Linked DNA regions of Sus scrofa: regions 1, 2 and 3 are each linked to region 4. The links are chromatin contacts, called in public Hi-C and HiChIP or PLAC-seq maps. All regions are on one chromosome and are shown on one strand. Each heading gives the region's core, a stretch centred on a gene start, on an enhancer-like site or on the middle of the called end of the contact. The rest is flanking DNA. Distances are from core to core; before and after follow the strand shown.

Region 1 (5,368 bases), core at 1,409-3,908, 100 kb after region 4:
TTTAATCCTGTGAGACAAGAGATGTGAATATCGGAATGACTGGGAAGATTTGATCCAGTCACATAATCTGGTCCAACAATTCCTCTGAGTGGTTCTTCTTTTAGCCTCTTTAGTAAAGTTGCGTAAACCATTCTTTGTGAATCAGAAGGAGGTGTATATGAAGACTCCTCTGATGATCTGTGTTTTTCAACAGATATTACAGTTTTATTTTCGTGGAACCACATGCAGGATTGTTAAGATTTAGATTAAAAACAGTCCCTTTATAGATGATGGCAAAAATCAACTTTAGACTGAACTTATAGTAAAACGAAGGGTATAAGAAAGGCAGCAAGAACAGCATTGTAAATTATTACTTCATATAATCTAAACAACCTAAGATTCATTATTCTGCCAAGATAAATAATGAAGCAACCTGATTCTCAACAAGTCTATCTCTAATATTAAGTGATACCTTCCGAATTCTAATTTTTATATCATGCTGACTCACGGGTTGGTGGACTGTGTGCAAGCTCTCCACGCATCCAATTCCTCAGAAAGGTGTTCAATTTTTAAAGGCACTGACACCTTCCGACGTTTTAACAGCTGACTGAAACATGTGAAAAAGAAATTAACATAGGACATCCAAGACGAAGAGAGCAAAAAAGGGAAATGAACTTGAAATAACTGCAATTTTAGATTTAACCACACTTATTCACAAATCTATGTGCATAGATAAGATATATACATGTGCACGCACTTATACATTTAGCCTTTAAATCCCTGGCAAGTCAAAAATGTTCAATACATATGGGCTGGATGATAGGCCAGGCGAGTGAGCACATGAATAAACCTACTGCACAAAGTATGGAGAAAGTTGGGTAAGCCCAGCAGTGCTGAGTCACAGCTGCAGGAACAGTGTGTCTCCACATTAAAAGTCAGTAGGAGTAAGAAGGCAGGTATAACAGCAGGATAAGAATGTCAATTAGCGGGAAGGAATGGACATGCTGATTTTAATCCTTTAAAGACAGGATGTGTGAAAAAAAAAGTGAGACAGGGACAGCAGTGATCCATCACATCTATGTAGAAATCTGGAGACATATGTAATTATCATTACTATTAATTATGAGGAGGCGATAGGGAATTATAGTCCTAGTTTCTATAAGTTACAAACTCGGTATGTTCTTCAAGGAATTAGTTGACATTTAAAAGTAAAAGCTATTTAAGAGCTAAAAAAAAGAACATAAGATCTTACAGATGAAGTAAAAGTAAGCATTTCTGTAATTTATATTTTGTGGTTACTCATGCTTGTTGTCATCATTCTGCTGGGACATGATCAGAATTGGTGAGAAAAAAGGTACAAATACCCCTTGCCCCCACATATCTCTAATGTTTTAGGAATATTATTTCAAATCAGGTGATACCTTGCTTTTTTCAACCTCAAATTACTGAACTTAAATTTTTTTATAGATAATGTAGCATAGCTCCAAAATAAATTCTTTAATATGACTTCCCTGTCTACAATTTTCCACTTGACAGTAATTTACCTGACCAGAAGTTTTTTCGTTTTTATTTTGTTTTTGTTTGCTTGCTTTATAAAAGCAGAGAAAGGTTTATTGCAGGCCATGCAAGGACATGGGTGGCTCATACCCCTCAAACCCCCCAAACTTCCCAAACAAAATTTTTCCAGTAGTTTTTGATGATCTAGTGTATGTAGAGTATTATTAAAGAGTGGAGGGGAAAACCACGGTAAATAAGTGGAGAGAACACAGTGAAAAAATATTAGTGAAAAGCTTTCAGATGTACAGGAAATTACAAGTAGTTCAGTTTGGCTAAACATGTAAAAGGACACAGTGGGTGACAAGGATGGACTCCAATTTCTGTGGAATTTCAAAGTCAGATTAAGGATTGAGAATGTTACCTGCTCAGCAGTAGGGGGTGTAATAGGGAGGAAAGGGGCAAGGTGACCACAGGAAGGGCTACCACAGGTGACAGTTAGTGGGGCCAGCAACTATGGGGTTACAGGAAATGAGAAAACAAGTAGATGTGGGGATTTACTAAATCAGTGGCTGCTGACAGTGAAGAAAAGCACTAAATCCTGACCCTGAGCACTTAATTCTGGACAACAGAAACATAACGACATCAGAAGAAAGAGAGAACCCAGGAGAAGGAATAGGTTTGAGGAGGAAGATGGTTTTAACTTTGAGTGCAGGGCTTATCTGAGTGGAGGGAGCTGCTGGACATCCACGTGGAAGGAAAAAGAGAAGGAGATGAGAGCAGGAGATAGAACAAGCTGGGGAATGGATGTGAGTGGTTTGGGGATATCAGCTTAAGCAGCCAGGCAGGACAATGGGTACAGCTGTCAGAGAAGTAAAGAGAGGACTTGAAAGTTCTGGAGCTTGAGTTCCTCATCCTAAACTAACGCATTTCTAACTCGTCACATCCTCTCAAATCTCTCCTTCCTTATGAATACAAAGCCTTCTTGTATGCGTGGTATTGTTTCAAAGGACCATCTTCTCTCTTTCATCATTACCAAAGTCAGAGAGAGCTAACACATCGCCTTGAATATTATTAATTCCATGTGACACATCCAACTGTTGGTCTATTTTAATACTGTTAGAAGTTACTTTCTATTCGTGGCAATGCTCCTGCATAGATTTCTCCTGACCGTGTGAATTCCTACTACGCTCTGCTCTGCTCCAGAGGGCAGAGCCACAGCTCCACAAGACCTCCGCCTGGACAAGAGGGAGAAGCTAGCAAGGAGCAAGCTTTGTTTCTCTCAGAACCTTTTGCCCACATGGAGGGGACTCGGAAAAGCTGTTTAATGCTGCTTAAAGCAGAGACTCAGCATTTTTAAGTATAACCCACTCTGCCATTTAGTGAACTAGCAGACTTGGAAACAGTTTTTCAGGGAAGGCACTGGGTTTTATTTTTGAGTATGACAAGTTGTAAGCACAACGGCTGATGTTCAGCAAGCTATGAGAAGATACAGGAGTTTGGCAGGTAGGTTATACCTGAATATAAAATAATTACTTGCCACTCACAGACCCTCTTTACTTTGCATTTTTCTACTGTAGAGATGAGAAAGCTAAAAAACCCAGTTTCTCATATTCTTTTAAAAGTAGGGTTACACTGTTCTGGCTAGTGGGCTGTGGGCAAACTAGCCCTAAGGAAGAAAAGGGTCCTGCCCTCTGTGCTCTCTCCCACCTCTTTCCTGCTTCAAATGTAGACATAACACACAAAGGGCTAGAAGCCACCTGAAAACCTTGGGTCACTCAAGCAAGAGAAAGAAGCCAAGAAGATCAGAGTGGAGAGAGGGGAAGAATCCAGACCCTTGATGGAATCAGCCCTGGAATGCCTACCTCAAGTGTCTTGACATAAAACCAAGAAACCCTCATGTCTCAGCGAGAATCAGGATCTCTGTTCTTTACACCTGAATACACTGCTAGTTCATACTGTTTATTTCTGCATTAATAGGAAGCACATGCTTGGTAAATAAATGGATGCCAGTAAAATGTAGTTGCTGCTTCTGTGATACACTTGGATACTAACCATCTCAGTGAGAGGCAGTTCTCTCAATTCACACTAGAAGAGGAACTGCTTTTACCTTGTGTACTCATAAAGTGCAGGAACGATGCTTTGGTACTGTCTTCTGATAGCCAGCAACGCACCAACATAGCCACATAGTATCAGCAGTTCATTTCGTGCTCTAGAAGACAATATGTTTATGGTTTAAAGTTCCATAATTCGAGGTAGAGAACATTGCTCTCATACATAGTTATTGCCTTTGGATCTCTATATTTTGGTGGGTGACATTTTCAGCAAAATATGCTTAGAAAATTTTCTAAAATTTGAAGATGTTTTATTCATCAGTTAACTCCTATTCAGACACATCTACAATAACATAAATTGTAATTTAAAATAAAAAATCTTTAAATAATATTTAACACTTGCCTTTTTTTTTTTTTTTTTCTATTCCTTGTCTGTTCCCTCTTGTAATTTCTCCCAAAGTAACGCATTTGGTCAGCTTGAGGGGTTCCTGGCATATTGTGTGGACTCTAGGGAAGGGGGAGGACACCCCCTGCATCCATGCCCTGCTGGGAAAACTTGCCAAGGTTTCACAGGCTGCTGCACCATCTTTCCGCATGGCATTGCGACAGAAATAGCCCAAAGCCTCCATTATAAAAATATGTGGTCTCTGGAGACTCTAGATACATGGGTAACAATGTCCTTAAATGATACTTGAATTCAAGGATGATGTCTGTTTTTCATTTTCTAGCACTTTCACTTCTCCCCTCAACCTAGTATGCTTTGCACACATGCACATTTAAAGGGGATGACCACTAGACAGACCGTGGAGGACAAAAGGTCCAAAACCATCCCAATGCTTTGAATCAGCCCTCTTTGAACCAGGTGGGCATGTGTGTGTTTCGTGTACATACATACACACACACACACACACACACACACACACTAGGTGTTAGGTGTTAGGAAATAGGACCTCTAAGATTTGCTGTTTGGTTCTAACTGACCTCTGTATTTTCACTTAAGAATTAAACAAAAAACAATGTAACTTTTCTACACATGCACTTATTTGTCCAAGAAGATCTTATTTCTTGATCTGAACACCAAAAACAGTACAGGCATTTTGAAACGTTACATAAGTTCAGTTACGTTATTTTGGAGAAAAAGTACTCACTCAGTACATGTATGCAAGACTAATTTTTCAGTACGAATATAACTCAATAGGTCGAGAATGGGGTAAATGGTATCCAAAGTCCAATTCGAACTACTGATGTATTCTGGCAAAATAAAACCAAATAAAAGATTCTCTAAATGATAGTACTAAAACTTGTTCATCTGATTTTTAATGTACGTGATCGATTCCTTCTGGTCAGTGCTATCTACCTCTTTATTTTCTACATCACAGTCAGGTCCCGATACCATACAAAGAGCAATATCTTTCCTTTTTAAACTTAGGGTGGCTAGTGCTTGATTTTAAGCTTTTTAGAAATGTAAATAAAAATACCAAGTAAGAGTAAATTTTATTTTACTTATTTATTTATTTTTTGTCTTTTTAGGGCTGCACCCACAGCATGTGGAGATTACCAGGCTAGGGGTCTAATCAAAGCTGTAGCCGCCGGCTACGCCAGAGCCACAGCAACTCGGGATCCGAGCCACGTCTGCAACCTACACCACAGCTCACAGCAACACCAGATCCTTAACCCACTGAGCAAGGGCAGGGATTGAACCCGCAACCTCATGGTTCCTAGTCGGATTCGTTAACCACTGGGCCACAACGGGAACTCCTGAGTAAGAGTAAATTTCAAATTATACTTCCAACTGAACACATACCTTTGATGAAGTCAATACCAATAGGAAGGGCTTTTTC
Region 2 (5,357 bases), core at 2,564-5,063, 120 kb after region 4:
GAAGTATAAAATTTGGTGGTTGTTAAAAACAATACAAGAGTAAAACATTTTAGTAGCATATTTATACATTTATTCTATTTTAACAAAATTAAAACATCTATTTGGATACAGATACTCTGCCTTACCTCTGCATCAACTTCTTCCAGTATTTCACAGAGACCCCTGGGGCAACTGACAAGGCTTTGTCCCACTAGAATGAGAGAAAAGATGAGCAGAAACTTATCCATTGTGATTGTACAGTCAAAGTCTTAGCAGATTTTTTTTAAAAAAACAAACTCATATTTATAATACAAGTGTTTAGAGAGTGGATTTCCTGGGATATTTTTGTATACTATCTCATGCATTCTATAGAGTATAAATATTATCACGTTTTAAAATAGAATAAGATGTATAGATTCTCTGATTTAGCAGGGAAAGTCTGAAACCTATAGAAAAAGAAAGTTTGGTGGAAAGAGAAAGGGATGGGGTGAGAGAGAGAGAAAGGAGATTTAGAGGAAGGCAAATTATATAGTTTGGAAAATACACGAACTCATCTTCCAATGTAACACCAGAGTAATCTGGTCTACAATAGTCTATGTTCTATGCTCAAAGTAGTGTACACTGAAATTTTTATTTCATTGTTACTTGCATTTAACAAACATGACATTCATTTCTATTTTTATTGTTCCCTACTTATGTCATAAATTTTATTGTCATTTCTCCCTTTATAATTGATAAACCTGACTTCATGTTTTAAAAATGTAGACAATTATTAAAAGAAGCTCATTGTTCAATTAAGACTGATTGTGACTGTTATTTGAAAATACCAATTTCACTGTATTCAAGTCTAGAAGAAACAGAGGAGAAAATATTCTGAAATATCACTACATGAATCAAAACTTTATTTTAATTAAGGCTAAAACAGGAGAGTTCTGCTGCAAGTAAGGCTAGAAAAATGGTAGTTTGAAAATAACAGGTTAAGTATTCAGTAGGAAGTTTTTAATACTATATTACTTATAATCATATTTTTTTAGGGGAAATTCATCTTTATTATGGTAGGGACGAATGGAAGAAAGAAGTTGGACTATAGATTAAATTAAGTTTGTAACCACCAAGCTCTTCAAATAAAAACATATGCTGTAAGAAAAGATTAAATGTTTTCCTAATCTCATACTATTAATTTTATAGAAATAGAAACTATTTATAAGGAGATGGTCACGAACAATTGTGACACTCATGTTTCTAAAGAATTGTATACGCACAGTTTTTTTGATCATATGTCCACTGATGAAACTGTGTAACAGAGTTATCAGCTCCATAAGAGGATGTCTGATTAAATCATCTTTAATTAAATTGAAATCAAATAGTTTAAAATTATATATACAGAACTCAGAAAGATAAAGAATTACACTGCCCTACAAAATTTATCTATTTATTTTTCCTTCACTTTTGATAGATATTCTTTCTAGCAGTGTCCTATTAAAAAGGTAACTTTTAAGTCAGACCTTTATTTCTTCATAAGTAAAATTTTTACATTGCTCCTAACTTAAATACATATTTAGTCTGCAATCCCTTTTCAATGACATTTTAAAATGGCACACTTTATTATTTTAGTCAAGCAGTAATTCATTGTTTGTCTCTAATAAATGGGGAAAGACAAAAATGAGTTAAATTTAATTTTGTTATATTTCAATGCAATGTTACTGCTTAGTTTTACTTTATATTAGTCATAAGTATTCTTAATATCATGCTTTGTAATTATAAAATTAATTAACCTAGAGCTTTTAAAAAATTATCAACCATGAAATGAGTCCATGACTTTCTTTTTTTTTTTTTTTTGGACAGGTAGTAGAATTTCTGCTGAACTAAAATACACATGCAGAAAAAATGAAAAGCTTAATCAATTTTCACAAACTGAATAGTCTCATAACCAGCTCCCAGATCAAGAAATAGAAGCCCCTCCTCTCTTTTGCTCTATTTCAGCCACCAACCACCATCTTGAATGATAATGGGAATGGATTCATCCTAAAGGGGAAAACTCCATTTTGCTGATTCAGTTCTCTGTGAAGATCAGGAGGTCAATGCCTGGTGAGCATCCCTTAACAGCTGATCCTCAAAGGAGAGACCCTTCTTCCTCAGGGCATTGTGGGAATGAATTATGACAAATAGTCATAATAGCGAGGGGAGTCCACTGAGAGAAAATGAGCCAGAAATCAAGGACTCCAGCCTAGGGCAGTGGTTCTCAAAGGGTAGCTTGTGTGAAGATAAAGCTGAGCAGGGGCAGGGCGGGGGAAAGGGGGGAAGCGGCTTCAAGAAGTACCCATGGTTGGGCTCCATCCCCCAGGCTCCTGATTCTGTTGGTTTGGGTTGGAAATGCATGTCTAGGAGTTCCTGGGCTTTGCTGATGCTGTGATCTGGGGGATCTCACTTCGATAAACACTGTTCTGAGGCATACATATGATATCAGATTGGTGGAGAACCAACCAGAACTGGAAAAAGATGGGCTTGATATTTCATATGTAACTAAGACTTAGAATACTGTGTTAAATTCATGAATTTTGCTCTAATAGCCCATTACCTCTCCAAGTTCAACCATCAGTTCACAATATCTCTGAATCTGTCCTAATCTCAAGTATATTTCGGCAGCTTCCTTCAGTCTTTCCTCTTTAGTAGGGACACCAATGCCACCACCAAATTTAGACATCTTGACTGTGGTTAGTTCTTGTGCTTCAGACTGGTTAAAAAGAAAATGAAATTTTCTAAATTTTATTGTACAATAGCTGGTGATTATAAAAGCACCATACAGACACATATTTTATAAGCACAGAGCACTGTAAATTGAATATTTTTTTAAACCAATGCTTTTTCTCTATAAAATACAGTGCCTCTTTAAACACAATATTTTGGAGTGGTGGAGAGAAGAGCCTAGATGTGTCTGGTGTGGGTGGGAAGAAGCTAAATTTCATTTTTCTTAAAACTCACCAGAAGTCCAGAGGCCAAAAGGTAGTGAGTGATAAAGTGATATATAACTCGTGAAAAAATATATAAAGGCTTTTAATAAAAATTAAAAGTTACTGGCTCACTCTAATTGGCTTCTATTCGTTCAGCAGATAACCATTACAGTTATTACATGTTTAGTTTGTGATCAAAGTACTTAATGAAAATAACTGTTTCTTATCAGCATCAGATCCACATCCCTGGCACAATTCTCTCCATGACCCAACAACTAATTACCCACTGGCATTTTACTGAAAAGAAAAAAAAAAAAAAAAAGCCTTTTCTTCTTTCCCGTTCCAGAACTGGTTTGTTGCTGGCATTGCAGTATTGCATATCACTTCATGCATAAGGTAACTAAGTAATAGTTTTGTATTGAAATTCAAACTCTTAAGAGCTGGAATATAATCGGTTTTAATAAAAATATATCCCAAAATAAATCCTAGTAGATCTATGGGGCAAAAATCAGATTAGTCCATACGTACAATCATCTGCTAACAGTGTAAAGCAAAGTATTTCAAGTGTTTTAGAAAATTTCATGAGATTCAAGCTATGAAAACCATGGCTGCCTCAGTCTGTTTCCAAATAATTTGTACTGTCATGATCACTCAAGATTGATCTCCTCAATATTCACTTATTTCAGTCTACTAACTCTAATTATTTATTTTAAAAATCATTTTCATATTTTAATAGTGAAATGGCAAAAAAAATACTTGAGTACATCACATTTGCATACTATACTTACTGTTCTGAATTTAACGAGATGTTTCAAATGCATTATTCCTTTAGAGTAGTTCTGAGGAAGTAAGCTGTCATCTTGCCCTGTGATCACAGCAACTAAGTTCCACAAATTGTCACTGCCCCCTGGAGGCTAAACATTGATACAGAACATGCAAAGATACAATAAGGAATTAAAACCCCACAGCATTTTGCGTCTTCAAAAACATAATGCAGTCACATCTAAATCCATAAATTAACAAACTAAGAACTATACTTTATCTTTTTTTGCTTCTGGGTTCCATTTGCTTTCTTTCAGTGGGATGACACATGTAAATGTGTGATAATGACAAAAAGTTGTAATAATTCGCTTCGGCTGAAGGGGAAATTTTTCCATTTGGTTCCTTATAATACTTACTGATAAGAATTCTGAAAACCATCTTAGTTTTTTCATGCGAGGATTACCCGTCAGTTTCTCTACTTCCTGTTTAATATCTCTTGACACTTTGCCACACAGCAGGGGAGGCGTGCCGTGTTCTATAGCGCCATCTGGAGGAGAGACGGAACTCAGCAACAAAAGAGAGCTTACAAAATAGCATTTATACAGAAAATCTAATACATGCAAGAGTTTCAGTACCCGTGTTCCCGATAATTTCTTCCCAAGATCTGTCGGCCAGAATATTTATTTGTAAAGGGGTGATTAGAGGTGTTAATGACCAGAGTCTCACTGTAGAGTCACGGGAGCAAGAGGCCATAGTGAAGGGGCGGCTTGGATGGCACGTTAAACCTGATGGAAGAAATAGAGCCATTTACTCAAGTAAGCACTGAAACATAGTTTTTATTTATATCACCTCGTAACATTTCCACATAACTTTATTATTGAAGTTATGAAGAAATGTTTTAAATAACACTTTTTTTTTTTTTTTTTTTCATTTTTGGCCACCTCAAGTCATATATATGGACCTCCTGGGCAAGGCTTCAGATCCGAGCCCCGAATCTGCCACAACACCAGATCTTTAACCCACTGTGCCGGGCCTGGGGATCAGACCCGGGTCCCAGCGATCCCAAGATGCGGCGGATCCCCATGTGCCACTGCGGGAACTCCAATAACATTTTTATCTTGTCTGAAAATAATACAAGAATGTAAAAAAATTTTTTTTTTACCATATTCGGTAGATATGAATACAAGGTCTAATGATTATTAGAAAGCAGATGGTCCTGGATGAAAATGTGGAAACTAAATTTCATTTGGTTTACCAGCACCAGACTGTAATACTAATGGAATACTCAGTAATCTGTGGGTTAATAGAAAGATGAATGGGCATTATTCTCACAAGATAAAGACTTGAGGACCTTTCATTTTTGAATGCCCAAAAAAGGGATTTTGTCCCATACCAGGGCCCACACTATACTGACTAAAATGTCACTGGGGTAAAGCATATGGATACAAATGATTAGGGTTACTTGCTCAAAATAATCATTTCTGCATTCTTAACTCATCTACTTAATCCTATCAAAGTTTGGGTGCTACAAATGAGAGTAAAGCAATATGCAAAGATAAGAAATCTGGTTTTTCATTTCCAACTCAGTTTTTTTTTTGTTTGTTTGTTAGTTTTTTTTGTTTTGTTTTGTATTTTTTTGTTTTTGGCTGTGCCTGTGGAATGCAC
Region 3 (5,634 bases), core at 559-3,058, 85 kb after region 4:
AAAATAAAACAAAACAAAAATCCAACAACAAAAAAACCCCAAACCAAAAAAACTCTTATATCATAGATCATATTGTCTGCTTCTGCTCACATAAGTCACTCTGTGTGCAACCATTCCTTCCTTCCGCTCTTCATTCCATAGAGTTCCACAATTGTCTTAGAAGCATCACTCATGTGTACTGAGTGTTTATTATGTGCACACACTGTTCCAGGCTCTTCATTCATTTAACTTGTCAACTTAATCCTCATCTCAACCCTGTAAGGTATTTCCTATTTATTTCCATCTTTTACAAATAAAAAATGGTAAAATAACTTGCCCAAAATCACATAAATAATAAAAAGTAAAGCTGGTGGTCCAAAGCCTGTGTCTTAACCCATTCAAATACTGCTTTACAAGATACACATCAAAGGTCACCTCCTCTGAGGACTCCTGTGCTCTCTCAGGCCAAATCATTTGCTTCCTTCCTGATACCAATATATTTTTTAGCATGGCAGAGCTTTTCAGAGTACATGATCTTTTTTTCAGATACTTATATATCTCTGTACCTTCTATAAATAATCTAGGGTACAGCTGCCTAAAAGAACTTTCTGCAAAGATAGTGATAGTGCAGTCTCTGTGATGTACAATGTGGTAGCCAACAGCCCCACCCAACTATTGAGCTGTTGAATGTAGCCAGTGTTACGCTTCTTCATTTTATTTAAATTTATTTAATATAAAACTGAATAGCTACATGGGGCTAGTAGCTAGGTATTGAATAGTGAAGATCTTATACACAGCAAAGCAGAGGACAGTAATTCCTCAAAATAAGTCCATTCAACAAATGAAAAACTACATTGGACAAAGAAAAAACACTGTACAGCTTCATTTTTGTCTTTCTAATACAGACTCACTCACATTGGTTTACTTTATTAATAAACGTGTACGAATAAGCATTCGACAATATACAGCTCTACTCTTTATATATCTATCCCATATTTCATCTTGCATAGTAACATATCTTCATATTACTTACACATATTATCTACATATCTACTTTTCTGCTGTAAAAGTTTTTAAAAGATTTTAACAACTTTGCTGTGTAAATATTTAGTTTATAATTATCTATGCTTGCTCTGCAATCTTTTTTTCCCTCTGTGTTGTTCACTGATGAATCCCAAGTGACTAGATTAGGGCCTGGCACATAGTAGGGACTCAAAATATTTGTCTAATGAATGACATCATGCATCCTGAGGCATCTTTGTGAAGTGTGAAAATCTAATTTACAAGTTGTTTTCAAATACCATGTAACTTTTATGAATATAATGTAATAATTAAGGAAATTGGTAAATTACATTGTGTAGACATAAAGCATTTATTCATTTTATTTTTGAAGATTTTTTTTTACATTGGCATTTTGGAACAAAAGCCCTATCTTTTCCAATTTCCAAACAAAACCTGTCTTTGTCCTCTGAAACGTTCTCACAACTTCCTCAAAATGCTTGACTGCAACAAGCCTTCAGCTGAGCAGAAACCACAATATTCAAAATGTCAATTTCTAAGGGAAGGCGGGGTGAGGGTGGGTAGCTCTAAATTGGTTACGCTTCAGGCCAATTAAAACTGAGATTGAAAGCTCGGGCCATGTCGAAGCTCCCCGGACCCACGTCCCCTCGCAGTGGGGCCAGGGATGTGCGTGCCCAACCAAGAGCGTCGGATAGTGAAGTGGAGTACGCATGAGGCCCAGGGCGCCTGCGCCGAGGCCCCGCCAACACCAGACCCCGCCCCACCGAGGCCCCGCCCCCGATGCTGCCATAGAAACCCAGAAAGCGACATGGCTGCCACCAGCCGGAAAGAAAGGCTTTTGAAGCTGCCGGCGGCTGCCTTACCCAAGTCACCGTCACTTGCGCCAGGTCCAGCAGCTCCCATCCGAGAGAGGCCTAAGAAGTGGCTGGTCTATCCACAACCACCGAAGAGCTCCCGCATGTCTCCGTCGGTTCTGCGCTGGCTCCAGGGCCTGGATCTCAGCTTCTTCCCTAGGAACATCAGCAGGTGCTGGAGCGGTCGGGCCCTGGCCGCCTGGCGGGCGCATCCGCCGGAGCAGAGCAGTCTCCTGGTCTGCGCCGCCCACCCCGCAGTAACGCAGGGGCTTTCCTGGGATTGCCTTGCCCGCTCTACTCCTTCACTCGTCACACGCACACGCACAAGCACACTCACACACTCGCCCCCTTAGGGAGCTGATCTGCAAAAGGGTGAAGCATTTCATTTATTCAATCAATTCTATCATTCCGTTTTAGACTCAGCTAATATAGAATGCGTTGGTGACAACCCCCAAATAAAATAACCTAGGCTCTTTTTCAGGGACACTGGACATTAGTACTAGTGGGGATCCGTTTACTTTTTATTAGCCATAGCATCTGGTTTGAAGGTTATTGGGGATTGAAAAAGTTGCTCCTTATAACTGAAGCCTCTCTGAGCATAACTGGCAGTTAATACTTGCACTGGGAATGCAAATTGAATTCCTTAAAAATAAAGGTGATGACTTTCATTTTGCAGGCAAGGGCTTTCTCTGGTTTACTGATTTAGGCACTCCTTAAGAAAAACATGCTTGAAATGTTCAGTGCCCCCAGTGGTATCACCTGGGGGCCTTGTTAAAATGAAAATTCAATATGAATTAATAGTTTGGGTTCATAAAAAGAACACCATGGCCTTTGGTGTGTGTCTAATCTTACTCAATCACTACCCCATAGCAAGGCCTCCTCGAAGCAAGGATGCATCAGACTCTACTTTTATAATTATCTTGTCGTCAGTATTGAATATTATATGGGTGTGAATTGATTACAAAATAATACAAACTATATATGTAACTACATTTTATTTCATTTCCTTATTGATATGGATCAGGGATTTTTCCAATGGCTTCTTGATCGCAGAAATATTCTCTATACATTACCCCTGGGACCTTAAGTTGTCATCCTTTCAAAATGGAACTTCTTTAAAAGTCAAGTTGGATAACTGGGCACAATTGGAAAAGGTAAATTAGCAGTTACCGATGCTTTTAACTTTGGAGAAGTTTGTATTTGAAGAGGTGTATTCCTGAGGTCTTAGATTTCTTGAAATGTGTGTTAGTGGCTGGGTGCTAGTTACCCAAAGCCGCTAGGTGGCATTTATTTCCTTGTATTAAAAAGGTTATTAAACTGTAATCTATGTGTCACCTATGAAACAGCATACTCATTTCAAGTCGGAGAGGGAGACCATGGTTGATTTTCTTGCTGAGTAATAATATCATTTAATAATTAACTTGTTAAACCTCAAAATATAAATGGAGGACAAACAGGGGGTGAAAGTGAATTCAAAGTAATTAGAGATATTTATAGAATTTTTTTGGTGAAAATATTTTTTTTCTTCTATTAAAGTTCCTGGCAAGAAAAAAATTTAAATTACCTAAAGAACTAATCCACGGAACTATTCATTGTAAAGCTGGAGTACCTGAAATACTGATACAGGAGGTGTACACCTTGTTAACACATCGAGAGTGAGTTATTTGGAATTTTCTAGTAATACAATTTAATATTAAAGTTGTGACAGTAGAAATCTTATTGCTAAAATGGGAGTTCCCATGATGGCTCAGCAGAAACTAATCTGACTGCATCCATGAGGACACAGGTTTGATCCCTAACCTTACTCAGTGGGTTAAGGGTCATGAGCTGTGGTGTCAGTCACAGACATGGCTCAGATCCTGAGTTGCTGTGGCTGTGGTGTAGGCCAGCCACTACAGCTCCGATTTGACCCCTAGCCTGGGAACTTCCATATGCCATGCGTGTGGCCAAAAAAAAAAAAAAAAAGAAAGAAAGAAAGAAATCTTATTGCTAAAATGTGACTTGTAAACAATATTTTATTTTATTTTTTTGTGTCCAGAATTAAAAGTATTCAGGATGACCTCGTGAATTTCACAGACTACAGTTACCAGATGAAATTGCCCCTGGTTCCTAGGTCGACAGCTTCAAAGTCTATTAAAGATAACATTAGGTTATCAGAATTAATAGGCAACCCCAACAAGCTCACCAATGAACTTAAAGTAGAGTTCCTCTTCCTTTTACAAATGTTGCAAAGAAAATTGAGCAGAAAACTGAATCCACGTAAGTTATCCTTGGAAATAACGAACTGAGTACTTCCAAGCCAGATCCTTAACTCACTGTGCCAGGCCAGGGATCGAACCTGTGTCCCATTGCTCCAGAGAAGCTGTGGATCCCATTTTGCCACAGTGGGAACTCCAGCGAGGCTATTCTTGAACACAGATGAAGGAAAAGCCTGCCACTATTCCTTGTTGCATGGACTGTTGTAATTTCATTTACTGTGACTAATTGTTATTAATTCAGTCATAACTTACTGTCCAAAGACTAATCTCCTCTACTTATTTGGAAAATTATAAATTTCAACTCTAGAAAGTGCTACCCTAGAAATTTTAACACGCATATTTTTCTTAGTCTAAAACTAATATCTTTACTCTCTTCCTCAAACCGTAAGTACTTTAAACACTAGGACAAGGAGCACTCCTTGCCAGCCCTCTACCCCACTTAAGTTCTTTCATTGTTCACCATTTTAGTTTTGTCAAGTTATTTTTTTTAAAACCACAAACCAGGTATCATTATTTTTTTATACCTGATGTTTGCTTACATTTAATCTATTACATCTGTTCATTGGTTCTTGTTGGAATTTCTAGAATGAAACACAAACAAATTCTGTTTGTTTAATCTTCAGGTTAAAAGTCCACCTAAGTGCAAAGCTAACACTGCTCTGTTGTCTTCTTTGGAACACAGTTTCTCTTTAGTCATGGACCCCTTAACCCTTCAGATTCTTGAATAGAATTATGTTATTACCAGCATTGATTTTTGAGTGTTCTGATTTTAAGCAGCCAAAGTAATTAATTGCGATAATTGCAGTTCTGGGAATGTTACTGCCCAGAGTGGTATTTAGCATAAATACCACTGGCTATGGCTTATGAATAGAAATAACCTTAGACATGTCTTCGAGCCTCAGTGAGAGTGAGCTGCAGAGAAGTAAGTGACCTTCAGAAGCACAGAGAAACTGATGCCCAAGTGCTGTGTTTGGTAAGAAATATGAGAAACATGGAATAATTTTGTCACTATTTGTATAGTATAAAAATGTTTGTGAAATAAAATACTGTATGCTTTTATTTATATGAAATATATAAATATGTAAAGCTAACCTATGATGATAGAAGGCAGTTTTCTTTTTAGGGGACTGAATAGGAGAGACAGGAGGCAGTTTGGGGTGCTAGTAGTGTACTATTTCTGGATCTGGGTAATGGCACCCCAGGTTTGTATTCACTCCAGAAATTCATCAAACTGTAAACATATGATTTGTTCATTTTTCTGTACACATTATTGATTAAAAGCTTACCCCAAACCTAATAGGAAGATAAGGGTATTGTTTTTAAAGTAACTTTCTTCCTATGGCCATATCCAAGGCATATGGAAGTTTCTGGGCCAAGGGTTGAATCCCAGACCCAGCCCGGTTCTTTAACCACTGGGTAGGGCTAGGGGTAGAACCGATGCCTCCACAGTGATCTGAGCCACTGCAGTCAGATTCTTAACCTACTGCACCTTAGTGAGAACCCCTAAAGTAACATTTTTAAAG
Region 4 (5,476 bases), core at 2,685-5,184:
TAGGAGCCATGAGGTTGCGGGTTCGGTCCCTGCCCTTGCTCAGTGGGTTAATGATCAGGCGTTGCCGTGAGCTGTGGTGTAGGTTGCAGACACGGCTCGGATCCCGCGTTGCTGTGGCTCTGGCGTAGGCCGGTGGCTACAGCTCCGATTCAACCCCTAGCCTGGGAACCTCCATATGCCGCGGGAGCAGCCCAAGAAATAGCAACAACAACAACAACAAAAAAGACAAAAGACAAAAAAAAAAAAAAAAAAAAAAAAAGAAAAGAAAAGAAAAAGGAAATGTGGCCCAGAAGCATACTGGGCCACTAATTAAAAAAAAAAAAAAAGTAAAAGAAAACATGTAAAATTCAGCTTATCCCAAAGTCAAAAACATCAGTGAGATTATCAGCTCCTGCTCCTCTAAGCATTACTAACTCAGATACGTTCAATAATAATAACCAAGAAACATGAAATTTAGTTTTCTGTAAAATCAACCAAGTCTAAAAGAAAGAGGTCTTAAGATTCAAGCACAGATGATTCCACTGGAGTTCTAGAGTATAACCAACATATCACAATATAACCTAATGTTATACAGAAGTGAACTAAGCTCAATTAATTAAATTAAGTACAGTAAACTGTACATGTTGCTTTTGAACACAGGCCCAAGATGTCTCAACCAATGAAGTGCTTTAGTAAGAGTCCACAGCTGAATACCAGTGTTGTTTCACCCCTTTACCAGAGTGGGGGCGGGGAACTCACCAGGATTAATTATAAGACTGGTGTCACTGAGAAACGAACTGAGTTAATGTTTGGATTTCATTAAGCACCATAAGGAAATGATTATGTCTTTTTATTACATCCATTTCCATACTAACAACTACATGTTCACGTTATTGTGCTCTTGGATAAGATCTGTGTATTCACTTAGAATCCCTATTTTAGAACTTAGAAATCTTGGCTATCTTCTTATAAGAACAAGTACAATTTCAAGTTTTAGCAGCCATATTAAGAAACTCTACAAATGATAAGATTGAGAATACATAATAACTGAGATATCAGGAAATTTCCCTATAACTGCCCAGATACACAAGTTCCTACTATCACACTAGACCCCAACTCCCACTCACTAGCTTAAAAAAAAAAAAAAAAAAAAAGACTTGAAGATTTAAAAGCAGAAGTTTAATATAGGACTTTTCTGATGGTCTACTCTATTTCCTAAAAAGGTGCCTACAAAACTAATTCCTAGTCTATTTCTAAACCTAGTAATTATTTTCTAAAAAATAAAGTTAAAACTAATTTCAGGGTAGTAAAGAGGCATGTCAGATAAACTTCCCAGGTACATAACCTGCTTCCATTCTTCAAACAACTGTTTTACACAAATTGAGACAGTTCAACCTCCATAACCAATTTTAATCCCAGGGTTTTAAAAAGGCAGGTGAGATCCTAAAAGCAGCAGAGAACAATGCTGCCAATGTGGTAATCTTTGACCTTTGAGAAGATACAACTGGCCAAAATCAAAAGGTGGAAATTCAGAATAAAGAGAAAATATTTAAATATTTTTAAGTAACTCTTGCAATTGTTAAGATTTCTCTGAATTTCATTATAAAAGCACTTATAAAAAGAACTATAATGGCAAAATGCTAATACGGTTTACTAATAATCATCTGGTAACGACCTGAACCATAGGAGATGCAAATCACTTTTTTACATATGTTTCTCTCTGCTATCACAAAATATGCATATATTCTTTAAGACTGTACGTGAAATACTACATCTAGGTAGGCTGAGTTCTGGTAACATTCTTCTTTAGTCTCAATGATCTAATTTCATTTTCTTTCCAATATATAGATTCAAACTCTCCTGTAGCTTTAGATCTATTTACTGTTTCTGTGAAGATTTAAAGTGTGTTCACACAATAATAACTCATGAATCTATAAATAAGTTTCTTTAAGGTATGAATGAGGAGATATTAGCATGATTATACCGATGAAAACATAGGCACAGAAATTTCCAAGGTTTGACTGATTCAATGAATAAACATACTTACTGCCCCCCAATCACTAACATGTATATTATCAAACTAGAGAGAAATCAATGAAGTATTTTCTGAAAAGGATATCAGCAGTTATATCAAAAGTAATGAATCCAAGATCACTTCTTTCTCTAGGTCCAGTGAAGTCTTCTACATTTTTTCTAGAAGTAAAGATAATAGTTTTACCATCCTTCCAACATAACAGCATATAAAATTCACAAAATTCTTCACATAAAGTGAAAGACAGGGGTCTAATTGTATGCACATCTGAAAAAACAATCCCACAAAGAAACAAGTAAAAATCAGAAAAATTTATGTGAAAACAGGATAAACATCTTAATCCACTATGAAAATGGGTCATCAGCTACTTTCATTTAACCTAAAAGAATCCCTCACAAAACCCAGGGAGCAGATTAAAAACTATTCATAGAAGGTGTAAATACTTGATGTCAAGTGATTTGGTCCAACGGGTAGAAGGAAATTACTACAAGGTGGTGTGTAATGAACATAAAATGAACAGCTGTATTTACTGAGCACTTACTAAGTGTCTGGGTCAGGTCCACTACATATTTTTCACAATTATCTCAATCCTCACAACATGCCCACGAGTTAGACAAAAGGAAACGAAGGCCCAGAACGGTAAGAAACTTGCTCAAGATTCTCAGTAGCTAACAGCTGTTCCGTGTTCACAATGCGCCAAGCTCTGCTGATCCCTCCCAGAGCAAGGAACAGCCGTGATTGCCAGCCTGGGTCTATTTCAATCTAAAAAAAAATAGTAACTAACAAACATCAATATAGGAAAGGGTAGAGTAGGGGACAGCTCTGAGATAACTGGCTGGTTGACAATTCTGACTTAGAAATAAAACTAAGGTTGAAGGAGAGCGCACATGGAAGAAGGCATACAGAAGCCAGACAAGAGAGCGGGGATGGGGGGCGGAAATAGCTAGAATCGAAGAAAAAAGTGCTAGAGAATAAAAATTAGAAAGGAAAAAAAATAGGCATTAGCGAAAGGACAATGTCATTTCAAAATTCGACTTGGGACATTCTCCCAGATGTACTAAAGCAACCGGCCCTTCAAAAATAAAACTGAAAACACGTCTTATCAGGGCACTGGGATGCCCAGTCCTCTCCGGGCATCCCAACCTCGGCCGCCAACTTGGCAGCCGCAGCGAGTCGGTGCTGCGAGGAAAGGCCCTGGGGAGGGGCTGCGGGCCGGGCTCGGATCGGGTCGGGCTGTGGGCAGCCCGGGGGTGGCTGCTACTGGACTCCGGCGCAGGGCCGGAGGCGGGAGGCGGGGAGCGGCGCCCGTTTTGCTGTTGTGTTGCTCCCTCATTGGCCCGCGCGGGCAGAGGGAAGTGAGGAACAGGAAGGACGCAGAGGCACCGGCCGGAGTAACGCTCAAAATTAAAATTTAAGAGCAAGCCCGGGAAGATGAGGCGGAGGGTGGGCGCCGAGGGGGGACCGGGGAGCTGCGGGTTCCGCCCGGCTGGACACTGGGGAGCGAGGGTCGCTCGGGAGGGGCCCCGGGGAAGCGCAGACGCCCGGCTCGTCGCCCCGCGCGGCCGCCCGGTCTCGGCGCCCGCCCGCCGCCCGGCCTCGGCCGCACTCACAGCATGATCCGAGAGACGTGCAGCCGCACCGGGACGCTCCGGTCTTTGAAGGCGGTGGTGATGAAACAGCCGAAAGTGAGCGCCGCCATCACGCTCAGCGAGAAGGCGAACAACGAGTTCGCCCGCGACAGCACCGTGTTCATCGCGGCGGACGCCCCGAGCCCCGCTCCACACGCACACCCGGGACCCCGTTCCGGCCGCGGACCGGCTCCCAGCGATCCGCGCCGCCTGCGCCGCGCGTTCCGGGGGCGCGCCGTCGCGGCCCCGCCTCCTTTCCGGTCCCGCGACGCGTGCGAGCGCGCCCCCGCCTCCCAGACACACCCACCAGCGGGCGGGACGAGCCGAACCCGCGAGACTGAGCCTCAAGCAAGCCCGCCCCTCCTTGGCGCCTCCACCAATCAGCGACGAGCAGGGGAGGTGCTGGGCTTTGCCGCGGAAGGGCCACCTTCTCGGTTCTCCTCTGGCCTCCAAGCCCGTCAACCTTCTTTCTCAGGCCTTTTTCAAGCGGTCTGCGTCTGTGGCCTCTTGGGTGCTTAGGTGCCGTCGATTTGCACCTAAAACCCTCAGCTAAGCAAGGTAGTTTGCTGTGTGTCCCGACGTATCGCGTTTGGAAGCAGCACTCTCCAAAACCCCTGGTCTTTTGTCACACCTGGAGTTAGAACTTCAGCTTTTGGGAGGGCTTAGAGGGCCTTTACTTTCCACGCCCAACCTCAGACCAGCTCCTATTCATGCTTTGCCTTCCTATGGCAGCTAAAGCTGTTTTAGACTATAAGGGTGCCGCTACCAGTTTTAAATTGTTGCATGTTAACAAGGTGGATCCTATAACCAAAAGAATGACCTCGCTGGGTTCTTAGGATCAAAGGAGGTGATGGTTGTGAAATTGCTGTGCCACACATGGTATAATTTAAATTTTTACTTAAAATATTTCATATGTATCATATATAAAGAAAGAAAATATAAAAAATATACATTTATAATTTAAATCCATCAATACACAGTGGCCCTCAGAGGCTGTAAGGTTCAGACTATGCCAATCCCTGACCTTAACGGTCTCTCAACACCTTTGTTCCTCTGGCAGCTACATTTTTTTTTTGTGATTATAAAAATGGGATTCAGAGGACCCAGTAATTCCCTGAAAAAAAATTTGTAATTTTGTATCCATAAACCAAAAGAGTCTAAGAACACCTAGCTTAGTATAAGATGGGCAAACCAGAAAATGATGATCTGAGCCTTATGCTGGTTTATCTTGTCTATTGTTGAGCCCTGGCTTCTTTGCATTATTCGTTAATCACTCAGTTTTCATATAGTGTACAGTTAGGGTTGTTTGTTACTAAGGGCCAGCTATGCCAGGTTCAGTTCTAGGCTTTGAGAGTGCAGCCCTGATAAGACAAGGTCCCTGCTAAATTGGAGTAGAGCCAAATAATGCAAAACTAACGAACTATGAACTAAGGAGAGATCCTTAGTTGAGTTAAACTGTAAATTTTTGTCTTCCAGGCAGCCACAGTTTATTCAGTAAAGCCACAATTTATTGAATGCCTACTGTGTTACACATGATAACAGAGATGTGTACTAATTGATTCTACCCTCCTGAATTTTATAATCCAGTAGAGTCAATGAAATAAAAACAGAGAAATCTGAAACACAGAGGAAGTTGTAAAATGCTGTGAATTTCAGGAGAGGAAGAAATTGCATCTGTGGTCATGTGAAACAAAAACAGTATCTAAAATATTTAGCGCAGTGATAAACAAGACAATTAGGTATACTTAATATAGGATTCTCTAGAGAAAGGATGCTTATTGTTATAGGTGTTGATGTCCAAGAAGAGTATTCTAAAAGATACTGGACTGCAAGTATG

What was found. Hi-C and Micro-C count contacts between places; a contact is called where the count stands out from the background. HiChIP or PLAC-seq counts read pairs in DNA pulled down with a chosen protein or histone mark.
Region 1: a contact with region 4 is called in an H3K27ac HiChIP or PLAC-seq map of skeletal muscle. The contact joins the enhancer-like site here to the promoter of SPCS3 in region 4. A contact is called at or near these places in 3 of 5 promoter capture datasets (fetal liver, fetal skeletal muscle and skeletal muscle), 7 of 47 Hi-C or Micro-C datasets (blood, fibroblasts, liver and 2 more) and 1 of 2 datasets of contacts at active chromatin or transcription factors (skeletal muscle).
Region 2: a Hi-C map of skeletal muscle shows a contact between it and region 4, with 5 times the contacts expected there. The contact joins the enhancer-like site here to the promoter of SPCS3 in region 4. A contact is called at or near these places in 4 of 5 promoter capture datasets (fetal liver, fetal skeletal muscle, liver and 1 more), 33 of 47 Hi-C or Micro-C datasets (adipose tissue, alveolar macrophages, blood and 17 more) and 2 of 2 datasets of contacts at active chromatin or transcription factors (alveolar macrophages and skeletal muscle).
Region 3: an H3K27ac HiChIP or PLAC-seq map of alveolar macrophages shows a contact between it and region 4. The contact joins the promoter of SPATA4 here to the promoter of SPCS3 in region 4. A contact is called at or near these places in 2 of 5 promoter capture datasets (fetal liver and liver), 7 of 47 Hi-C or Micro-C datasets (alveolar macrophages, brain, embryonic fibroblasts and 4 more) and 2 of 2 datasets of contacts at active chromatin or transcription factors (alveolar macrophages and skeletal muscle).

Annotation. Positions count from the first base shown.
Region 1 is chr15:38,686,556-38,691,923 of Sscrofa11.1, reverse strand. WDR17 (WD repeat-containing protein 17) reads right to left here. Exons shown (of 31, transcript XM_021075880.1): 27 at 5,332-5,368; 28 at 4,676-4,778; 29 at 3,584-3,685; 30 at 488-586. Among named protein-coding and RNA genes, the nearest start is that of SPATA4, 17 kb to the left of the region's middle. Within about 2 kb of position 2,658, at least 3 of the 83 cell types and tissues checked have an H3K27ac peak or open chromatin away from gene starts, as enhancers often do. A contact at or near this core is called in fetal skeletal muscle and skeletal muscle, where this site is marked.
Region 2 is chr15:38,667,352-38,672,708 of Sscrofa11.1, reverse strand. WDR17 (WD repeat-containing protein 17) reads right to left here. Exons shown (of 31, transcript XM_021075880.1): 16 at 4,328-4,477; 17 at 4,109-4,239; 18 at 3,719-3,844; 19 at 2,558-2,713; 20 at 126-190. Among named protein-coding and RNA genes, the nearest start is that of SPATA4, 36 kb to the left of the region's middle. Within about 2 kb of position 3,813, at least 17 of the 83 cell types and tissues checked have an H3K27ac peak or open chromatin away from gene starts, as enhancers often do. A contact at or near this core is called in adipose tissue, alveolar macrophages, embryonic fibroblasts and 3 more, where this site is marked.
Region 3 is chr15:38,701,917-38,707,550 of Sscrofa11.1, reverse strand. SPATA4 (spermatogenesis associated 4) reads left to right here and starts at 1,808. Exons shown (of 6, transcript NM_001177923.1): 1 at 1,808-2,025; 2 at 2,878-3,007; 3 at 3,390-3,508; 4 at 3,892-4,112. The coding sequence starts at 1,808.
Region 4 is chr15:38,789,063-38,794,538 of Sscrofa11.1, reverse strand. SPCS3 (signal peptidase complex subunit 3) reads right to left here and starts at 3,934. Exons shown (of 5, transcript XM_003133320.4): 1 at 3,622-3,934; 2 at 2,099-2,172. The coding sequence starts at 3,764.